Regions from separate parts of the Rattus norvegicus genome. Here region 2 is linked to region 1. A link is a contact called in public Hi-C data. All regions are on one chromosome and are shown on one strand. The core of a region is the stretch at or near the end of the contact, and the rest is flanking DNA. Distances in the headings are between cores, read along the strand shown. Region 1 holds the start of Slc7a13 (solute carrier family 7 member 13). Region 2 overlaps Atp6v0d2 (ATPase H+ transporting V0 subunit D2).

Region 1 (4,227 bases), core at 1,207-3,706:
ATATAAACTAACTTTTTTAAATGTATTTTTATTGGATATTTTATTTATTTACATTTCAAATGTTATTCCCTTTACTGGTTTCCTTCCACAATCCCCCTATCCCATTCCCCCTCCTGCTTCTATGAGGGCACTCATCTACCTACCCACTCCTGCCTTGCCACCCTGGCATTCCCCTACACCAGCAAAACGAGCCTTCACAGGACCAAGGGCTTCCCCTACCATTGCTGCCTGCTACATATGCAGCTGTAGCCATGGGTCCCTCCAAATGTACTCTCTGATTGATGGTTTAGTCCCTGGGAGCTCTGGGGGGTCTGATTGGTTGATGTTGTTCTTTCTAGGGGTTTGCAAACCCCTTCAGCTCCTACAGTCCTTCCCCTAACTCCTCCATTGGGGTCTCCATGCTCAGTCTGATGATTGGCTGCAAGCATCCACATCTGTATTGGTCAGTCTCTAGCACAGCCTCTCAGGAGACAGCTACATCTGGCTCCTGTCAGCAAGCACGCCTTGGCATCCTCAATAGTGTCTGGATTTGGTGGCTACATATGGGATGGATCCCCAGGTGGTGCAGTCTCTGGATGGCCTTTCCTTCAATCTCTGCTCTACTTTTTGTTCCTGTATTTCCTTTAGACAGGAGCAATTCTGGGTTGGAAGGGGAGCATCCTCATAGAAGCAGGGGAAGGGGGATGGGAGAGAGGGGCAACCGGGAAAGGGGATAACATTTGAAATGTAATAAAATATCTAATAAAGAAAGTTAAAAAAAAGAAAAAAGAAAGAAAAAGAAAAGAAAGGGAGGTATTAAGTGTTGCCTGAGAGCTGTCAAGACAGCTATGATTCATGATTCTCTTATGTTTAAAAAAAAAAATACCTAAAGGACCTAGTACAGGTGCAAAGCAAAGCCCCTGCCCTGAGGCGAACAAGGAAGCAATGCCCTGAGGCGAACAAGGAAGCAATGCCCCACAAGAAAGGGCTACAGCAGCGCACAGCTGCCATGGTAAGGAAAGGTCTTGAAGCTGTAGGAGCGCGTCCACTTCATGTGTCCAGGAGGGCCAGGCTGAGGGGTGAGGAAAAGGAAACCTCTCTCAGATGACCGTTGGTACTGGCAATAATCCAAAACTTTTTTCTTGTCCTAGGAATCAAACCCAGAGCCTCAAGCATGTTAAGTAAATGCTCTAATATTGAGCTGTGTATGACCCCACCCCATCTCCCAAATGTAATTTCGTATGAACCTTTAGCAACACATTCATCCATGGAAGAAGAAATTTTTATAATTAAAAAACACGATTCCAAAACTAAATAAATGAAATCAGTGAAGAGCCGAAGAGTGCAGCCACTTGCAACACAACCCAGTCTGGCTTTACGACATTCCTGGATCCACAGTTTCACAGGACTGAGTTTTTTGCACCCTCTGAGCATTTATGCATTAACAGAAAGAAAAAGTGCATTAAATCAGGAGGTCTCATATTTCTGGTCCCAGAAAAATTAAGATGAAAAAGAGAAGGGTTTTGTTTGTTTTCATGTTAGTTTGAAATGAATTGAATGGGGAGAAAAATTAAGAATAGGTGATTTAGGAACTTAATGAATGAAGATCGCTATAGAGTTTGATAAAATCGCTAAGATGATAGTCAATGCATAATGAAAGATTCTCACTTCACATACAACATATCAGCCATGTTTTCTCCCCCCCCCCTCCAGATTAATAATTACCTGCTACGTATGTAAAACTTCCTCCGCCAGAAAATGCGAAGTATCCTTGGAAGATAGCTTCTATCAACCGAGAGACCTCTGGAAACTCGGCATCAAAAGCATTCTGAAGCCTTCGCACGTTCTCCTTCCTCCCTGTCACCAGCAAGAACAAGCCGCTGAGGGAAATGAAGCTAAGTATACCCATCTTCAGCACCATGCTCACTGTCTGAAGCCATGACAGCTCTTTCACACCACGAGAATTCAGAATTCCCACAATCCACAGCATCGCCAGGGCCAGACATTTTTTTGGTACAGCCGGGGCAGAGCAGCTGGGATAGAAAGGCTGAATGCCATACTCGGCGAGTAGCAGAGCTTGACTAGCCAGTACGCCTGGGCCCGTAAACAAGGAAGTCCAAAGTCTTAGGAATGCCACAAAAGGGCCAAAGCATCTCTTTAAAAAATAGTAGTGAGCCACCGTGTATGGGAAGGTTATTCCAATCTCTGCAGCACAGAGAGTACTGGTCATGGACAGCACTGCACAGAAAACCCAAACACACAAGGAGACTCCCACATTCATGGAAGAGTACTGTAGCACTCCCTTGGGGGACACAAATATCCCTGCACCAATTATATTGATAATTAAAAAATTTGTCCCCCAGAAATATCCAAGTTGTCTCTTGAGATATATTTTCTTCTCTATATCCATTGCCATTGAGAGTAGTTTACGCTCAACAAAATTCTAGTCTGTGAATGTTTCTACCTATATAGATGCTCTGAATGTACAGCTCTCTTCTTATTCCACCTCTATTAAATATGATCTATGTTCAATAATTAACAAAGTAGGTGTGACACATTTAAGTGAAATAAAATGGGTTGGTTACCTGTAAGGACTTAGTCTGACCTTTCTTTTAATAATTATCAGAATCAGGCATTTCAATTGAAAAGGGAATTTTAAAGGAATCAAGGTTAGGAAACGGGAATAAAGAGTGTTCTTGTTAAAGTTGCTAAGAACTTGTCTGTGCTGTGTTCACTGCATCCACGGACAATTGCCAAGATTAGGTGGACAACTGAAAAGTCACAAGAAAGATACGAGGTGGAAGAAATTTCAAAACTGGGAAACAAGTGGGCTTTTCTGTGGGTATTTATCTGTCTGTCTGTGACTGGGTCTTGCAATATAACCCTGGCTGCCCTGGACCTTGCCTTATACACAAGGCAGGACTAAACCTACACATTACTTCTGCCTCACCAGCATACATCACCATACCCAGATTTCAATGTTTTGCAGTGAGATAAGAGAGGAGATTAGGAAGGAAGCAGAATGAAAGTATGTTGGAGAATACAGAGCATTTTCAGGGAATCAAGACGTAGAGTGCCTATAGTCTCAGCCACTCAGGAGGCTGACACACAAGGATCAATTCAAGGCACAGCATTGCTGGCTTCCCCAAGTGTGGCTGAAATTTTCATCAAGAAATCAAAAATGAAGTGTGACCCCATGGGAAAATTGTCTAATGTAGCTATGCAAACAGGATCACTACACCTTGGAGGTAAGATGGGAGTCAAGGAAGTGCTTCTCCAGGCTTAAAACTTCATGTGTTCTGTTTGGTTTTGAGTGTGACTGGTGACAGTTTCCTTTGTACTTGCCTATTGTCCCCTTTGAATTAATTCTTCTGTCCTATGTCTATCCCAACACTGCATTTTGGAAGTAGATTTTTCTTTCATTTCATACTTTCAAAACTGCAGTGAATTTTTCCCAGGATGGTGCAGGACTTAAATCTGACCCATATTCAAGTCAGATGATCAATCTTTTGAGTTGGTGCTAAATGGACTGATACTTGGAGATTATTGGAATTGAATTAATGTATTTTACCTGAGACTATGACACATATTTGGGAAAGAATATTATGGCTTGAATGTATTCTCTAAAATTGTTCAGGTACTGAAAAAAAATGAATTCCCAAAGTTATAGGTCAATGGTATTGGAGAGAACTATTGGAAGTTAGAGTTAGGTGAGATCATAAAGGTGGGATACCATGACAAGGTTAGTGGCTTCATAAGAAGAGAAAGAGACACCCAGGATGGTTGTTTTGTCTTTCTTCCAGTTCTAGGATACAGTAAGCATATCCTCACTAAATACTGAGCAGACAGCAGGTCCATGCTCTTAGACTGCTCACTGTCCAGAACCAAGAGCCAAATTCTTCTAAATGACTTAGCATTCTTCACAGCAAGAACAACAACAACAAAGAATATAAGTTACTAAGGATGAGAAATTTCATTAACCAAGAAAGATTAAACTCACACTACAGACAGAGGTTGAAAATTAAACACCGCTTCACATAGAACCCAGAGGAATTTGCCCCTGGCCACTGTGAGTTCATTCATTCCTCCCTATAAATCGTTTACTATCCTAGTAAAATTTGCCTACAGCTTCTTCACCTCCATCTTTCCTATGTAAGAGTCAATCACTGGGGGCCTCTTTGAGCCTCATATTTTATGTGGCTCCTGTATACATGTGACTGTTAATAAACCCATGGGTTTTTTCTCCTT
Region 2 (4,397 bases), core at 427-2,926, 75 kb before region 1:
GCATCTCAGAAGTCTGGTCCAATCTTCGGAACAGTAATGTATAAATTAAAAACAGGCATCTATTTTATTTTATATTATGCATCCACAATAAAACTATGTGTGTTTAGAAGAAGCAAAGACCATACTCTCAGAACCATAGATTTGAAACCCATGAAACCCATTTCTTTAGAGCTGAAAATTCGTGACTATTCTGCTTCCACAATAGAAGGAAAAAATGTGGCTGATATTGTTGAGTAGTGGGTATTGAATTAAAATTGCAGTGGGCTGGATATTTGGTTAGAACACACACAGGAACTTCATTCTCTCAGCTGAGAAGTTCTAACAGAAATAGTGTCCTCTTAGCAAACCCAACTAGTACCCAGATGTTGGCTCTAGCACTATTTGCTCAAAAATAGGATCAAAATATTTCCTCAGAGAAATAGCTGATTCTAGGGCTGGGACAGGAAATGTGCAGAATTAGCCTAGACCACTTTATAGTGCCAGAAATGGAGGAAGTGCTAAGAACCAAACTACAATGACACAGTCATGTGAAAGGAACATGAGGCCAAGTGAAAGAACTCAGAGTAGCCAAAGCTGGGACAATCTGTGCCCAAAATAAAGGAAGTAGCATTGAACTATCATCCCAGGTAGAAAATAAACACCGTGGGTTAGTGTCGGTGCAAACAAATGATTAAATTAATTAATAAGTGATGGAGAAACAATCTCCATTGTAGAAAAATTCCTGGAATTATTGCAGATTCTCTGTACTAAGGGCAAAATCGTCATCACCACTTCTCAGGGACAATGCATGTAGAGACAGACACTCAAAAGATGCAACATGGAGAGAATAGATGGAGCAGTTTTACTTTGGAGAAACCTGGCAAATGCTACCTTAGCCCAGAAATCAAGTCAATATCAAAGATGCAAAATTATGTTAACATCTACCCTTGATACAATGCAATGAATCTTCTTCCTGGTCCTAATAATCTATGCTTACAAAACATATTCTAGCAGCAAGGCATCCTATACCACACCTGATCAGTACTCCACAAATTATCCAGGGCCATCACTGACCCGTGTCTTCCATAGAAAGCATTCATCTCTTTTCCCCCGAATAATACTTTTATTGATTCTCTGTGAGTTTTACATCAAATACCTGGTCACAATCCCTTCACAGTCCTTCTAGCAAACATTTGTCTTTTTCTATCTTACACCCACAGTACTTAGCAAAGGGCAGCCGTTTCACAGTCGCTGTTAATGACACTGACATATTAAATTTTTTATCTATAAAAGGAAGTTTTTCTAACTCAGTAAAGTAATAACTCTGAGCTGACTTTCAGCAACAGCCCTATGAGTTCAGAATCTGGTCATTGTTGTACAGAAAATATGTTTTTCAAGACTCTTAAACAAGCTAAAGAACAAGTGAAAGTCCAAGAGGAGAGAGGAAATCTGAGACCAAAGGGAAATGCTGGAAGTGTCTGGCTTGAGCTGGTTGTTTTATCTAAACTGGATAAAGGAATTGAAGCCTTGGCTTTGAACGTGGTTGTTTATCTACCCAAGGCAACACTGTGTAGGCATTTTACACAACCTGAGGAAGTGGTGGATACTTGGAATGGAAAAGAGGTTTCACAGAGAGGCAAGTTGGCATTACTGCCAACAGGTTGCTGCCAGATTCGAGCAAGATGACCTGAAGACACATTCCACAGCCTTAGACTCCGTGCCCCGAGCTGTGACGTCTCTGCAGTAGACTGTCAGGACGCCTGAGGGAGAAACGCTTGCACATACTAAAACTCTACAATGATTAACAATCACTTGCAGTTTTGAAGTAGGGTCTCACTCTCTGGATCAACTTGGCCTCAAACCTGTGTGGCCCCTTCACTTCACGACCTAGTAGCATTAGAGGCGTGTTCCACCGTGCCCCACCTAAAACCTACTTTTAACAACTTAAAGTGTTTTGAAATTGAATGATTATAACATGATTTTAGGTGTTTTCATGATTTTCCCAGATGCTAATACCAGAGGGTATTATGTAGAAAGGGACTAAAAATGGGGATATTGGCATAGACCATGAGTAGAAGTGAACATTACTCCACCTGAGTAGGTACTGATCCTGGCTACTACAGTACCTATGAGCAAAATTATCTAAAGCGGGAATTTGAACTAAATAGATAACCAGGCCTCTTGTAGCTAGCCACCATATCACCACCAGGGAGCTTTATAGATATTATGGCTAGAGAAAGTAGTCTGTCATTTGATGGATGTCCCATGTCCAAGGGTTGATGGTGTTGATGAACCTGGTATATGTGTGTAATGAGAACAAGGAGTGAAGGAGGGGACAGGAAAGTGATACCTCCCAATCATTCATTTCCTAAAGGACACTAGGAGGACTGGTGTTATAGTCCCATCTGAGAAACAAGTCCACTCAAAAAAGGAAGCTGAAATAAAGCTCAATCCAATCAGTATTACCCTTGTCCTTTTTTTTTTTAATAGGAAGCCAACTTCTGTCGTAGTGGAAACATACGCACATGCAATACACACAAGTCTGCACCTTCTGAAGCCCATTACATGTGGGCAAATCTTCTTCATACCACTGACTTAAGCTGGACAATGTCATCTGTGCGTATGCTCTTACATTTCAGAGGTGCTGCAGGGAACATCAAGTGCCCAAAGCTTACCAAGGACTATTAAGTGATAGCAAACCCTTTATCGGGTAATTTCTTTTGCGCTTAGAGGGACAGTTAAGTAAATAATACCATGCTGGAATCATTTTCAACAGATAAAGTGGATTCTAAAATTTCACAAAGTCTAAATGTGGTACCGCTGTTTGGGAGGTAAAGAAACTTTATAGTCAAGTGCTTTTAATGAAGGGGATAATTGTCTCCTTCAAGAATGCTAGTTAGAATTCTCAGTGGGGTAAACTGTAGACTCACCAGAGCGAAGAAGACTTTGCTCTTCCAAATGGAAATGAATTGGTGCTCAGTGAGCCTGTAAACCATGCACTGAGCTCCAGCAATAGCATTTCCAACTATTCAGGTTCAGTGAAATCTGTAACAAAGTATCTCACTTTTCAAATCTATATGGTGGCAATGATGCAGTCTTCCACCACTGTTAAACTAGAGGGCCTCTGTCAATTCATCAGTGGACTGTCCCCTCCCTCCTCCAATCTGCCACCTTACTCTCTCCACTGCTTCTTTCCCCTTGGCATTGCACACCATTTCTTCTCTCTCAGCTGAAACAAATATGAACGATCTCTCTCTCTCTCTCTCTCTCTCTCTCTCTCTCTCTCTCTCTCTCTCTCGCTCTCCTTCTCTTTTCCCATTTCTTTAAACATATACGTATCAGGCTCTGCCTGCCTTTCTTCTTTTACGCTCCCCCAAGCATACCTACTGAGTGCTTTTACTATCTCAGATGGACTCTTAGTACCTATAGCCTATGGATGCCTATGTCGGTGTCTACCTTAATATGCCCGTGTTCAATGAAATCTCCTTATAACTTTCTAGAGCCTGTTGGAGTTCACTGCCCTAGCTCTCTTCCCATCTGGCCATTCTAGTCCATACCCTTCAGCTCTTGAATGGTAAGGAGACTTCTATAGTTTACAAGGGGAACACTTTACATACTGTCTTAGAGTGCCTACTGCTTTGAAAAAAAACACTGTGATCAGAAGTAATGAAGATAGGAAAGGGTTTATTTGTCTTACATATCCTGAACGTCAGTCAATGAGGGAAGCTAGGGCAGTAACTCAAACTGAGCAGGGACTGGAAGCAGGTGCTGATGCAGAGGCCAAAGAGGGATGCTGCTTACTTGTTTGCTCAGCCTGCTTTCTTACAGAACTCAAGACCTCCAGCCCAGGGACAGCCCTTCCACATCAATCAGTAATTAACAGAATGTCCTATAGGTTTGCCTATAGCCCAGTCTTATGGAAGTATTTTTCCTAATTAAGGATCCTTCCTCTCAGATGACTCTAGACTGTGTAAAGTGGACATAAAACAAGCCAGCATATATGCTGTCTAGGAAGTGAGCTTAATCCCTTTGCCTTCTAGCTTTAACTTGCCCTCTTCCTGCCTCTAGCTATCTTAGGTTACACTTCTGAAGCTTTCTATCATCTTCTTGGGTATAATTCATTCTGTCCAAAATATCTGTATACACTGAAACCATCTTCTTCCCACACTGTCTCTTCTCTTCTAAGAGCCCCCAATTTACTTGTGGTCCTAAACACTAAAAACAGCATAATATAAGGATTAAGAAGTAGTATCCTACAACACACGGTATGAGTTTGGATCTCAGCTGTCCCACTTCTTAGCCATAACCACTCTCGTGGGCTACTTTTGCATCCATCTGGGCCTCTGGAGATAATGACAGAATCAACATTACAGTGATTTTTACCTAGATCAAGTAAACTAACTTTCGCAAAGCATATA

The links. Hi-C and Micro-C count contacts between places; a contact is called where the count stands out from the background.
Region 2: a contact with region 1 is called in a Hi-C map of kidney, with 1.9 times the contacts expected there. The contact joins the enhancer-like site here to the promoter of Slc7a13 in region 1. A contact is called at or near these places in 3 of 12 Hi-C or Micro-C datasets (Schwann cells, kidney and liver).

What each region holds. Positions count from the first base shown.
Region 1 is chr5:38,072,527-38,076,753 of GRCr8, reverse strand. It overlaps Slc7a13 (solute carrier family 7 member 13), which reads right to left and starts at 2,456. Exons shown (of 4, transcript NM_001012100.2): 1 at 1,705-2,456. The coding sequence starts at 2,395.
Region 2 is chr5:38,146,345-38,150,741 of GRCr8, reverse strand. The region is part of intron 2 of Atp6v0d2 (ATPase H+ transporting V0 subunit D2); the gene reads left to right. Among named protein-coding and RNA genes, the nearest start is that of Atp6v0d2, 34 kb to the left of the region's middle. Within about 2 kb of position 1,676, at least 4 of the 93 cell types and tissues checked have an H3K27ac peak or open chromatin away from gene starts, as enhancers often do. A contact at or near this core is called in kidney, where this site is marked.